Regions from separate parts of the Mus musculus genome. Here regions 2 and 3 are each linked to region 1. The links are chromatin contacts, called in public promoter capture Hi-C maps. All regions are on one chromosome and are shown on one strand. Each heading gives the region's core, a stretch centred on a gene start, on an enhancer-like site or on the middle of the called end of the contact. The rest is flanking DNA. Distances are from core to core; before and after follow the strand shown. Region 1 holds the start of Pde4dip (phosphodiesterase 4D interacting protein (myomegalin)). Region 2 overlaps Notch2 (notch 2). Region 3 overlaps Fmo5 (flavin containing monooxygenase 5).

What was found. Promoter capture Hi-C pulls out the DNA fragments that hold promoters and counts their contacts.
Region 2: a contact with region 1 is called in a promoter capture Hi-C map of liver, with 5 times the contacts expected there. The contact joins the enhancer-like site here to the promoter of Pde4dip in region 1. A contact is called at or near these places in 7 of 39 promoter capture datasets (the C10 cell line, embryonic stem cells, hippocampal neurons and 3 more), 1 of 484 Hi-C or Micro-C datasets (nephron progenitors), 2 of 115 datasets of contacts at active chromatin or transcription factors (hepatocytes and liver) and 1 of 9 other capture datasets (adipose tissue).
Region 3: a contact with region 1 is called in a promoter capture Hi-C map of the 3T3-L1 cell line, with 6 times the contacts expected there. The contact joins the enhancer-like site here to the promoter of Pde4dip in region 1. A contact is called at or near these places in 12 of 39 promoter capture datasets (the 3T3-L1 cell line, 3T3-L1-derived adipocytes, the C10 cell line and 8 more), 1 of 15 datasets of contacts at CTCF or cohesin (pro-B cells), 11 of 484 Hi-C or Micro-C datasets (the C2C12 cell line, the G1E-ER4 cell line, the HL-1 cell line and 7 more), 2 of 115 datasets of contacts at active chromatin or transcription factors (bone marrow-derived dendritic cells and embryonic midbrain) and 3 of 9 other capture datasets (adipose tissue, liver and macrophages).

Annotation. Positions count from the first base shown.
Region 1 is chr3:97,887,177-97,891,102 of GRCm38.p6, forward strand. Pde4dip (phosphodiesterase 4D interacting protein (myomegalin)) reads right to left here and starts at 1,531. Exons shown (of 47, transcript NM_001289701.1): 1 at 1,313-1,531. The coding sequence starts at 1,494.
Region 2 is chr3:98,107,672-98,111,689 of GRCm38.p6, forward strand. It overlaps Notch2 (notch 2), which reads left to right. Exons shown (of 34, transcript NM_010928.2): 13 at 3,879-4,018. Among named protein-coding and RNA genes, the nearest start is that of Adam30, 51 kb to the right of the region's middle. Within about 2 kb of position 1,445, at least 17 of the 459 cell types and tissues checked have an H3K27ac peak or open chromatin away from gene starts, as enhancers often do. A contact at or near this core is called in hepatocytes and liver, where this site is marked.
Region 3 is chr3:97,631,587-97,635,926 of GRCm38.p6, forward strand. It overlaps Fmo5 (flavin containing monooxygenase 5), which reads left to right. Exons shown (of 9, transcript NM_001161763.1): 3 at 3,925-4,113. Among named protein-coding and RNA genes, the nearest start is that of Fmo5, 5.0 kb to the left of the region's middle. Within about 2 kb of position 2,810, at least 27 of the 459 cell types and tissues checked have an H3K27ac peak or open chromatin away from gene starts, as enhancers often do. A contact at or near this core is called in adipose tissue and liver, where this site is marked.

The sequences.
Region 1 (3,926 bases), core at 281-2,780:
GATAAAAAGTTCCGCTACTATATAGAGAGCAGGGGAGAAGCTATGAAATTTTAGAAGCATGTGTATGTGAATATACAGATTTATTTTTGGTCAAAGTTCACTCACATTTTTAAAACATAATTACATTTGGGCTAAAGTTTCACTATATATGTATATGGATGTCTCTTGCTTCATCCTTTAATTCCAATAATTTATTATGCATTTCTTAATAGAAACATGATGATCCCTTTAACTACTGTATAATCGAATCTTTGACTACATTTTCTTGCATAAATAGGTGTAGTACAATGAATGAAAGCAATTATGTTTCTTTGAATAGACAGACTCTATTTTCTAGTTCACAGATCCAGCCGACTCCGGAGTATGCAATACAAACCCAGCAACCCTTCCACTCTGAGGTCAAAACTCTTCTAATCCAAACCCCGATCCCATTCATAGGAAACTGAGGCCTAGAAAAGTCCCAGTTAGTTAAAGGCAAAGTAAAGACTTGAACCCACCATTGCCTTTCGATTTGAATGATAAGTACTGGCATTCCACGGGGGGGGGGGGGGGGGGGGGGCAGGGAGGGGGGTACAGAGGGAGGAGCTAAAAATTCTATGTCAAAGACGTGCTTACTTTAAAAATGGCAGCCATACAATCTGTCTCTTCTTTTGGAAATATTAATATGACAGATTTTCATCTTGCTGTTGCTACATGACGAACACGGGACCTAATCTGCCGGGTGTTTTCTAGGCCAGAGTGGAGGAAGGGTCTGGGTTCAGGTGGAGCTAGCGGCCCAGAGCATCCAGCCAACAGGCCCAGGCCGGGCTCCAGTGCTTCAAAGGAAGAAAAGGGCATCACCAATCTCCCTGCTGTTTCCAGCTAAGGCAAATAAATAAATATCCAAGGAAGAAGAGACTAAAAAAGGCAAAGATGAGAGCTCTGCAAATCCCCTAACTAGCCCAGCTCCTGAGTCACCTTTCCTTTGGCTCAGCCCAGCAGGTGTTGCCTCCAGCCTCACCCACATCGGTACAGATCAAGCAAAGACCTTAGGATAGAAACCTGGATTCCCACCATTTCTCCTGTGCATCATCAGCTGCACCTCCCAGCTATGCTCAACCCTGTCCTGTCGATCCTATTCGCTCCTGGGCCCCCCATCTCTAGCGTGCTCGCCAAACCTTCCCCAGTAACCTCCCGTGACAGCATAGATCTCCTGCCAAGCCCCCCAGCCCTGTCTAGCGAACCGTGCACCAGCACCCCTGTACCACAGCACACCAGCACCCAAGCGCCGCAGCTTCCCCTGCTCCCGCGGCAGATGCTGGCCACGTCTTACCTCATCCAGGGTGCCGCCGAGGCTGCCTCCTCCTCCTCTGCCGCCACCGCCCAGCTCCCAGCCCGCTCTGGGGGTCTTCGTTCCCGGCTGGAGGGCTGCCGTGGAGACTGGCGAGGTGCGTGGTGAGCCCAGCACGGCGGCGGCGCGTGGTGGCAGATGGACCCGCTGTCCGTGCGCTTCATGGTTCCGAGGCCTGGGCACTGTGCCCTTGCTATGATCTCTGCGTGGTTTCTTTTGGTTTCACCGGCTGCCCAGGCGCATCCTCCCAGCGTGGAAGAGCATCCAACCCAGATGCTGCGGCTGTGGCTGAGACGCGGCCAGGTTCTGCCTCCCGCGAGGCTGTCTGCCAACTGCTCCGCCCAGGCGCTTTTGGTCCTTCTGCTACACACGTAGCTGCCCTGCATCCTCTAGCATCTCCGCTTCGTTCTCCATCTGTGACCTCAGCCTGGCACTATTGTCATTTCCAGACCTCACTACTGCCTTTTCGTTCTGTGCATTCCAATGTCACCTTCCCCAGTTTCTAAGCTTAAAGAAGTCCCTGACAGGAGAGATGGCTCAGCGGGTAAAGGCATGTGCTGCTAAACCCTATGTTCAATTCTGGGAACCACATGATAGAGTCTGACACCCTCAAGTTGTCCTCCGACCTTTACATGTTCGCTGTGGCACACACACACACACTCACACACTCACGCAGAGAGATAATAAATAGATAAACAAATAATGACTAAATAAACTGTGATGAGTTTTAAAAAGTTCCCCCTGTTCTCAAACCTCTAGATACTTTCCGGGTATGCTCTCTCCCTCCCTAAATTGGCCATCCTTTTATAATTAAACTGTCCCTTTGCTGACTCCTGAGAATTCTACTCCAGCTTGTTGGCTAGCATCTTCTTTGCCCCATCTTCTAGAACCTTGTTTTGTTTGTTTGTTTGTTTGTTTGTTTCAGCATTGTCTTTGGTTATTGGAGGTGGGGAGCACTGTCCTGAAAAGCTGTTACTTTTTTCCAAGTTGAGATTTTCTGATGGTCATTTTCTAAGAACGCTTAACAAACAAACAGTATCCACCATCAGACCAAGTGAGTGCTGTCATTTAAAAACAAACAAAACCACACACACACACACACACACACACACACACACACACACACACACACACACACACACAGAGGTGTGGTGGAGCAGACCTTTAATCCCCGCCCCTGAAGGAAGAGGCAAGTGGATCTCTGTGAGTTCCAGGACAGTCTAGGTTATAAAGCAAATTCCAGGTCGGCCAGGGCTGCATAATGAGACCATGTCTCAAAATGAAAAACGTTACCAAGACAAACTGGTTTATCCTTGTGATCTCAACTATTTGGGAGGCAGAGGCAGGAGGATCAGAAGTTCAAGGCTAGCCTATCTCAATACAAAATGAAATGGGACCAGGAGATAACCCATTGGTAAGCACTTATACCCTGTGTGCAAGGTCTGGGTTCTGTCCCCAGTACTTACAAACACACAACCGATAGGCTGACTAAATCCTCCCTAAGTGGCCATTCCAGCAGCCTGCTTCTTATACTCTACATCTCTCCCCCAAAGAACAGAGATGAGACAGTTTCCAGCAACGCTGACAGCTTCTCCCACACTGTCGTATACAGCACCAGGCCACTAGGCAAGCAAAGTTTGTCTTTGTGGCTGTGCGCTGTGGATGGAGAAGTTCTTAGGCAGCAGCCATGATGGACTCAACACAAACAAAGCCCAACTTATCCCCACCATCCTTCCCTGGAGTCCCCCCCTCCCCCCCCACGCCCCCCTGTGGTCTGGTTTTGTTTTTTGTTTTTTATCTCTTATCTCAGACCTATCAGCCACCCAGCTACCAGAGACGCAAGCCTGAAGGTTGCCAGAGATAAAGCTCTTGTGCATCCATCCACACAGCCTCTGGTTCTTTGTCACCCATCTTTATCTTGCGCATCCACACAGCCTCTGGTCACCCATCTGTATCTCTAATTGCTCCTCCCCAGCACAATCGCTGCTGCCTCCAGAAAATTAAGTTATCAATCGGTGCCTCATCGTTCTTAATCTACATCTCCCTGGCCTTTCCAGTCTATCTCATCTGGGCTGTTTATCTTACCAGAGGATTTGACGGAAATCTTCTAGTCTGTATCTCCTCTTTCTCCTTGGGCGCTAACTCCATCTGTGACCGACCCGCATGTTATCCCATTCCCGTAAGTCCTTCCGTCTTTGAGCCTTTCTCAGGCTTTCTCATCCAGTTTGTTTTATATGGAACCATTTGATGTCTATGCTCCCATCTGCAGCCCATGTTTTACCTCCTGGTTTTCTGTAATGGGTTCGAATTTCATTCAAGGAGTCATGTATTAAGACAAACCTTTTTACACAACACCAGCCAGCAAGACTGAAAAGAAAACCACACAAGGCTCAAGGAGAGAGCGCTTGCCTAACATGAGATCTTGGGTTTGACTTGGAGCCGAGGAAGAAAAGACTTTGTTAGCATAAGGAAAGTAGTAATTTGTGAATGCCTGCTTAAAAAAAATTAAAATCTCATCATTACTAGATAAAATGAGAAAATGTGGTACCATAACATTTTGTCCCAATCACCTCCACTAAGAATCTATTACAGGATC
Region 2 (4,018 bases), core at 195-2,694, 220 kb after region 1:
TCTAGAGAGTTTGCACATGTGCCCATAGGTGAAGTATAATCCACACATTCTCTCTTCTTCCTTTTCCTTGTTAACATTAACTTTGTCATTTATGTTTCTGGAAAAATTATCGTAGAGGCTCCAGAGGAAGCCTGGGCCCTCACTGATACCTCATATCGGTGACAGTCCCATTGTTAGGATACACTGTGTGTTCTGCTTTTTCTGGACATTACCACACATGTGCAGACATATATAATATTACCCTTTAGTAACTGCCCTATGGTCATCTGCTCCCCAGGTGTGTAGCCCACTTCAGAGCTTTTGGCAGAGCCTAAGGACAGTCAGAGCCAGGTGAAGAGAGTGCTAGGTACCCAGTTCCTCTATGCCAGCGGTATGACATGTCAGGAACTTTTGTGGCTTTGGTGGATCTCAGTTCTTCCTGGTGACTGAGACGCCAGTGTGGTGAAGGTTTCATGCCCTGACCCACTGAGGTAGCCCGATGAATTTGGGCATCCTGAAAACTGTTCTCTCAAATACGTGGGAGCTGACTAAATACACAGACCTGTTAAGTGTAACAGGAAGAAAATGCCCAATTTGTATGAACGGCTTATTCTGAGCTAGGAACCAAAGATGCTGTCTCACCTCACTTAGTTGGGATAGATGCTACTGTTCCTGTGGTACTGAGGAGAGGGCAGAGAGCGAGAGACGCAGGGTGATGTTCCCAGTGCCCTGCAATCAGGGTCTTTCCCAGGCGTCTACGCCAGAGCCCAGGCTCATTCCCATTACATGGCCAAGGGGGAGCCTGTTACGGTTTCTTCTGGGATTTATGTAAGGCTTCTCACCGGTTTTAGTTTTTTTAAATGTCAGGGAATCATATTCTGTCTGTTTTTAACATTTAGCAAATCAACGGGGTCAAAGAGGGGGCACATAGGCTAAAAATACTCTAAAATAAACATAAGGTGTAGCATGAAACCACATAACCAAGAGATGGAATGTTTTGGTTGCTGGGTGGTGCCCCCTTCTTGGGAACTGTTTTCTGGTCCAAGAGGCTGTTTTGTAAATCGGTTGCTGGAAATGTCTAAGAGTCATGAGCCATAACTGTGAAGTATTTGGGGCTTTTCCTTCTATTTTATTTTAATCATTTCCCCTGCTGTTTTCATAGGAGCTTTAGAATATCCGAGGGAGGCCTTTGTCTCTTCTCTTCCTAAGGCTGTTCTTTATTCTCACAGGAGCTCTACATGTTCTGATTACATGGGAGAAAGTCAGGCATCATGTGATCCTATAAACTCCTTTTCATTTTCTAAAGCCCCTGGTGGTGTTTGGGTTACAGCCTGGTGGCAGACACCCATAATCCTAGCTGTTGTAGAAGCTCATGCAGGATGGCCACAAGTCCAAGGTCTGCCTGGACCACGGACTGAATTCAAGTCAGCTGCCCAACTTAGTAAGAGCTTGTTTCAGAATGAAAAGTGAAAAGGCAAACAACAAAAGCAAACAACAAGAACGGGGCAGAGAGGCCAAGCGCAGTAGTAGAGTGCTTACCCAGCATGCATGAGGCCCTGGGTTCCAACCCAAGTACCAAAAACTAAACCCAAACTACAAGAACAACAGAACCCAAAAAGTAAAACAAACCAAAAACAAACTAAGTCTTCCAGAAAACAAACAAAAAGCCCAGCCTACCCCAGATCTACTGTCTTCCTACATTTCCTCACCATCCATAAATGGAGTTGTGCAGTGCTCAGTTAACGAATATGGCTGCAGAGATGGTGCTGGATAAGCCAGTGAGCTACAGAGAGCCCATGCACTCTTCCCAGGGCTGGGACCCTCTTTCTCATCCTTTGGCAGTAGTTATCGCAGGAGAAGTTCTCAGGACACATTGGCAAATGAATAGACAACTTCTGCTGTCCAGCCTAGACCCGTGGTCCACACTGCAGCATGCTGTCATATCCAGCCTAGAACCCGAGGTCCACACTGCAGCACGCTGGCATCTATTATACACTAACTAATTTACTGTAAATAGTAAGAAACATGCAGTAATTCTCATGTTGATCAACGCTTAGCCCCACAAGGTGCAGAGCTGACACTAGCCATTTCTGATACCCAGTGGACACTGTGTGACAACTATAGAAGAACACTACAGAAGTAGCTGCCAACCTACACACAGGCTGCACAAGTAGGGATGGTGCAAATGCACATGAAAATGGCTTAAAACTTTATCTTTGAAATTGTTTAAAGGCAAATGAGGAGCTGGGAAGAGTGCTTGCAGATCCTAAGTTTTATCCCAGTACCACAACAAAAAGAAAAAGAAACAGAAAAAAAAAAAAAGATAAAAAAGAATGAGGTGGCTCATGTTGAACACTTGGAAGACTGAGGCAAGACATACAGAGGAAAATGGCAGCTATCCCAGACTGTGGGTCTTTACCACAGGAGCCACCAGAGATGGTTCACTGTGCATGGAGGCTGGCAGCCTGCTAATGCCTTACTTTAAAGGGTGTGTCTCTTTTATTTGGAACTTTTTGAACTAAATAAATATAGTGTTATTCTTTCTTAAATTAATTTTAGAAAAAGACTTTTAAACCTGATTTAGAACACTGTGTCCTTGAAGTTCATAAATTCCTTCATAATAGTTGCTAGATTTCACTCCCAATACTATAGGGAGAATGTTAATTCTCAACTATTAGAAATATAAAAAGACATCTGTATGCTTAGTCTATATACATATACAGCATAAGACAACGGTGATGAAGGCTATAGCAGACAGGCCTTCAAAATTTAGCCGCAGGTGTGTTCTGGCAAGATCACGTCCACTTCGATTTCAGGTACTGCCAGGACCTATATTTTTAGAGACTCTGGTGTCTGAACCACATAAATCGTATGAAATGTGGTTGGCAGGCCAGGCCATCATAGTCTATGGCAATGCGGCCTAGAAATTTGTTGTCACTGTTTCAAAAAAACATACATTTATTCATTCATTTATTTATTTGTTTGTTTATTTATTTATTTATTTATTTATTTATTTATTTATTTATTTCTGGTGCCTACGAAGGCCAGAAGAGGACATTGGATTTCCTGAGCTGGAGCTGAGCACTTTTGAGCCATCTAACATGGGTGCTGGGCGCTGAACTCTGGTCCTCAGTATGAACAGTCAGCATTCTTAACCACTGGACCATAAAACCACATTTCAAAGAGACGTTCTTACAGTAAAGTTTGAAAACCACTGGTCTGGACTGGGAGTCACCAAAGTGTTTTCTCAGTTTCTGGAGGGCAGTAAATTCTTGCTTACAGACTACTTACGGAGGAAGAAAGTGAGTGGGCTCTGTTCTAAGGATGAAACCAAAGTGTCTATTTTTTAAAATCAGTTTAACATTAAACTAGCAGTCCATTCATATCCCAGCTAATTGCGATTAACTAGAGATAGAAACGTAAAACCTTGACTGAGGAAAAGTGACAGAACACGTGTGAGGCAGAGCTCTGCACACATACATGGCAGTGCCAGGAGGGGCAGCAGTCTCTGGTGACAGAACACGTGTGACAGAAACAGAAAAGTGACAGAACACATGTGAGGCAGAGCTCTCCACGCACACACGGCAGTGCCAGGAGGGGCAGCTGTCTCTGGTGACATCTGGTGTTCTCCTTAATGCCTGTGAAGTTCTGAAGTTCTAAGCTAGATGCAGTCTACCCGAGAGTGCCGTGGCTTCGATCTGCTGTCATTAGTAACTTCCCTTCCTTATTAATAGCAAGTGCTCCTCGAGCCTTCCTTGCATGGTGTGACATGCTTCTCCGTGTTAGTCCTTGAACCTTACAGCCTGCCTCCGTGAAGTGTCTGCATATGCGTCTCATCGTTCTAACCCCGTCCCTTGAGAATTTAAGTTTGAGTGACATGGCCCCTGACCCCTCTACAGGCCAGAGGTGCAATATTGACATTGATGAGTGTGCCTCCAACCCCTGTCGCAAGGGTGCGACGTGCATCAATGATGTGAATGGTTTCCGGTGTATATGCCCCGAGGGACCGCATCATCCTAGCTGCTACTCACAGGTGAAC
Region 3 (4,340 bases), core at 1,560-4,059, 250 kb before region 1:
AACATCATGCCAGAAAATCAGATTTGTGATTTTTCTTGCTAACGTGTCTTGAAAATGATTGATGTCTAAAGAGCTAATGGCCTTTATTTATTTTCTGATTGTCCCCTTGGCAGAATTGTGTCAACCTTATTAGTAAATCAGTAAGCCATGCTTTGTCAAAATGCCCTGGCTTCTGTTAGAACAGCTACATCTGCATAACTCAACATTACAGACCAGAGCCACTCATGATGCCTGGCATATATGAGCTGGCATGTATGATGCCTGACATGTATGAGCTGGCATGTATGATGTCTGGCATGTATGATGCCTGGCATGTATGAGCTGGCATGTATGAGCTGGCATGTATGATGCCTGGCATGTGTGATGCCTGGCATGTATGATGCCTGGCATGTATGATGCCTGGCATGTATGATGCCCAGCATGTATGATACCTGGTATGTATGAGCTGGCATGTATGATGCCCAGCATGTATGATACCTGGCATGTATGAGCTGGCATGTATGAGCTGGCATGTATGATACCTGACATATATGAGATGGCATGTATGAGCTGGCATGTATGGTGCCTGGCATATATGATGCCTGGCATGTAGGAGTTGGCATGGATGATGCTTAGCATGTATGAGCTGGCATGTATGATACCTGACATATATGAGATGGCCTGTATTAGCTGGCATGTACAATGCCTGGCATGTATTAAATCAGTTTCTGAACCAGGTGTAATGGCCCACACTCCTTATCCCAGCACTTGAGAGGCAGAGGCAGATGGATTTCTGTGAATTTTAAACAAGCAAACAAACAGACTTTAAAATGCTAGCTGGGTACAATGGCTCATGCCTTTGATCTTAGCACTCAGGAAGCAGAGACAGGCAGATGTCTGTGAGTCTGCAACCAGCCTGGTATACACAGGGAGTACCAGGTAGAGATACATATATGACCGTGTCTCAAACATACATACATACATACATACATACATTCATACATACATACACATGTCCCTGAGGAAGATACTGTCCTGCTGCCTGCTTAGGATGCTCCTGAAGCCACAAACCGTCGTTCTCACATTGTCCGTCACGTAGCTGTGGAAGCTGAAGTACTATTTCACATACTCAGTGATTTCCTGAGAATTCAGCTGCTGAAATTATTTCTGTCACCCCCTTGCTTATTATTTGGAGTCTTGCTGTCCTTCTATGGATGCCATTAAGTTAATTGATCATTAATTGATCAGTCAATTGTAGGTATCTTATATAGACTTGATCCCAGCACTTTGGGGTTCTACCCTGGGCACCCCGTATCCAGTTAAGAATGATGGACTTCCCTTTTTAGCAATGAATCACCGAGATTCAGGTGTTTTCCTTCCTTGTCACCTGCCACTGCTGATATTTTCCTCCTCTTCCTTGTTTCTCCTGTCACATGAGCACCCTCCCAGATGCCACTGCTCGGATTCTCCTACTGCTGCTCTTCTGTCTTGCCTTCGCTAGTATTGCCTCCTTCATGTTATAATTAACACTTTTTTATACTAATTTTTATGTTTTCTTCAGGCATGTTGGCTCACCTCTGCAACCCCAGCTCTTGGGACCTTGCCTCATTCCCCGATTGTTAGCATCTTACACTAGTGTGACACACTTATAACGGTCAGTGAGACAGTACCCATAAACCCATGCTTTGTTTAGATTTACTTACTTCTTCTGATGCCTTGGTTTTTTGTTTTTGTTTTTTTTAATATCCCAGTATCCCCCTAAGACTTGGTAGTTGTATCTCTCTAGGCTCCTCTTGGCTTGGATGATTTCGTAGATTTTCTTGCTTTGTTCCTTTTATTCCCTGGGTTTTGTTATCCTTGGTAGGTTAGAGGAAGACTGGTTGAGTATTTTGTAGAGTAGCCTCCTTTGAATTTGTCTGGTGTTTTTCTCATGGCTCACCTGATGAAGTTCCTGGGGGTGAAGTCATGCTTTCGCTGTATCGTGTCAAGGGTGACCCTTGTTATGATTAGTCCTGTTTGTATTACAGCTTTCAGTGGAGTTGGTCAGGCTTGGCTGGTGTAAAGTTCATCTTCGTTTCTGCCTTTGGAAGAAAGTTACTATGACCAGCCACACCTAAGGACTGTTGGCTCTTTCTAGAAGTCTCTAGAACCCCATTGCTGGGGTGCTGCCAGGGCAGGTCAGGAGGAGCAGGATCTTCACACAGTATCTACTCTTCCAATCCACGAGGACAACAGCTTTCATTTATGTCTACCTTTGATTTCTTTATCTGTGTTTTATAGTTTAGTCATGTTCTAGACATCTTTTTTAAAAAAAGATTTATTTATGTATGTGTGTGAGCACACTGTTACAGTCTTCAGACACACCGGAAGAGGGCATCAGATCCCATTACAGGTAGTTGTGAGCCACCATGTGGTTGCTGAGAATGGAACTCAGGACCTTTGGACGGGCACTCAGTGCTCTTAACCGCTGAGCCATCTCTCCAGCCCCTAGACAACTTTTAATACCTAAGCATTTAAGACCAAGATGGACTTGGACATGGTGTATTTTTAAAATCAAAATTTTCAATGGTTCATTTCTGACATACAGGTAGGTTACTGACTTGTTTTTTGAGGGTCTTGCTCTGTAGTTCAGGATGGCCTTGAATTTACTATGTAGTTCATGCTGACGTTGAACATCAGCAGTCTTCAGGTCAGCTTCTAAGCACTGAGCTTATAAACATCAAGCCTGGCTCTCTCTCTCTCTCTCTGTGTGTGTGTGTACAAGTGTACACATGTACAGCTTGAATGTATGCAATCGTAAGTGTTGCTCCTCAGGCGTGGTTCATTTTTTATGAGCTTCTACTTGCTAAGAATGAGACTGCTTGGCAGTGAGCCCTGGGGCTCAGCTGTCTGCACCTCTGTGGTGTTGCAATTGCAAGCACATGGCGCCACACCAGGCTTTTGGTTTTTTTTTTGGTTTTTGTTTTTTTAAGATTTATTTATTATGTATACAGTATTGTGTATACATATGCCAGAAGAGGGCACCAGATATCTTTATAGATGGTTATGAGCCACCATGTGCATGCTGGGTATTGGACTCAGGACTTCTGGAAGAGCAGCCAGTGCTCTCAACCTCTGAGTCATCTCTCCAGCCTGTCCCATCAGGCATTTCTTAATGTAGGTTCTAAGGATTAAACTTAAGTCCTCATGCTGAGCACCTCTCAGCCCTGGTGACTTGGGTTTGCCAGCTTTTCTGTGGCCTGGCTGTATCCTGTAGCTTCAGGGTTAGTGTTTTATTCCTTGGGACATGTTTTACATAGACATTCATGTAATGGGCCACAAAATTGGTTTTTATTTCCTTTCATGACTTGTAGGGCACACAGCTAGGGCTTCTTAGTACAGTGCTCTCTGAAAGTGGCCCCAAAGGACATCCTTGTGTTCCTCATCCAATCAAAGCACTCAGTCTCTTGCCGTTAAGCGTGCTGTTATCTACTTGCCTGTTTTAAATTGTTTTTATTGACTTGAGGAAGTGTCTCTCTGTACTAGTCTGCTGAGAGTTTTCCTTTCTTGTGTTTTATAAATATTTTAATAAAAATGAAAGAAAAAAATTCTACCTTTATAAATTATTTTCCTATTCAAATTATATGCACAAATTATATATAATTAATACAGTGTACTCTAAAGAGATATATTAAACAAGGGAGAGGTTGTACAGTATGTAATTATATAAACATAGGTGTATATAATGTATACTAGATGACTAGGATGTACATTTAATTTCATGGTATGTATATTACTTTTTCGTTTAAAGTTATAATAGGCCTGATACTTTTAATGTTCTTACATAGATGCAACATTGTAGGTGTGTGTGTGTTTCACTTAGATACGCTTTTAAATGCTCATTGGCTACTTATGTTTCATGAAGTTGATTCTCACATTGCCATAAGTACTTCTTATTTGTCACAGGAAGCCCCTGAGGAAGGCAGGGCCAGTATTTACCAGTCCGTGGTCATCAACACCTCCAAGGAAATGATGTGTTTCAGTGACTACCCCATCCCAGATCATTACCCTAACTACATGCACAACTCCCAGGTCCTAGAGTATTTCAGGATGTATGCCAAAGAATTTGACCTTCTCAAATATATCCAATTCAAGGTAAGAGATTTTGTTTTCTTCCTGTTTGAAATTGTTCATCGGGTCAATGAATTACGAAGCTTCATTTACCTGTGTCACCTGTCAGGACTAGCTTGAAATAGATGTAGATTTATATGACACAAAGACTCTTGCCCTCTTGGTACTTGGGAAATGTTCAAGGAACGCTCTCTATCAGATACATCCTGCTGAAGAAGCAGGAAGCCATCTGCTAGGGCGTTTACCATGCC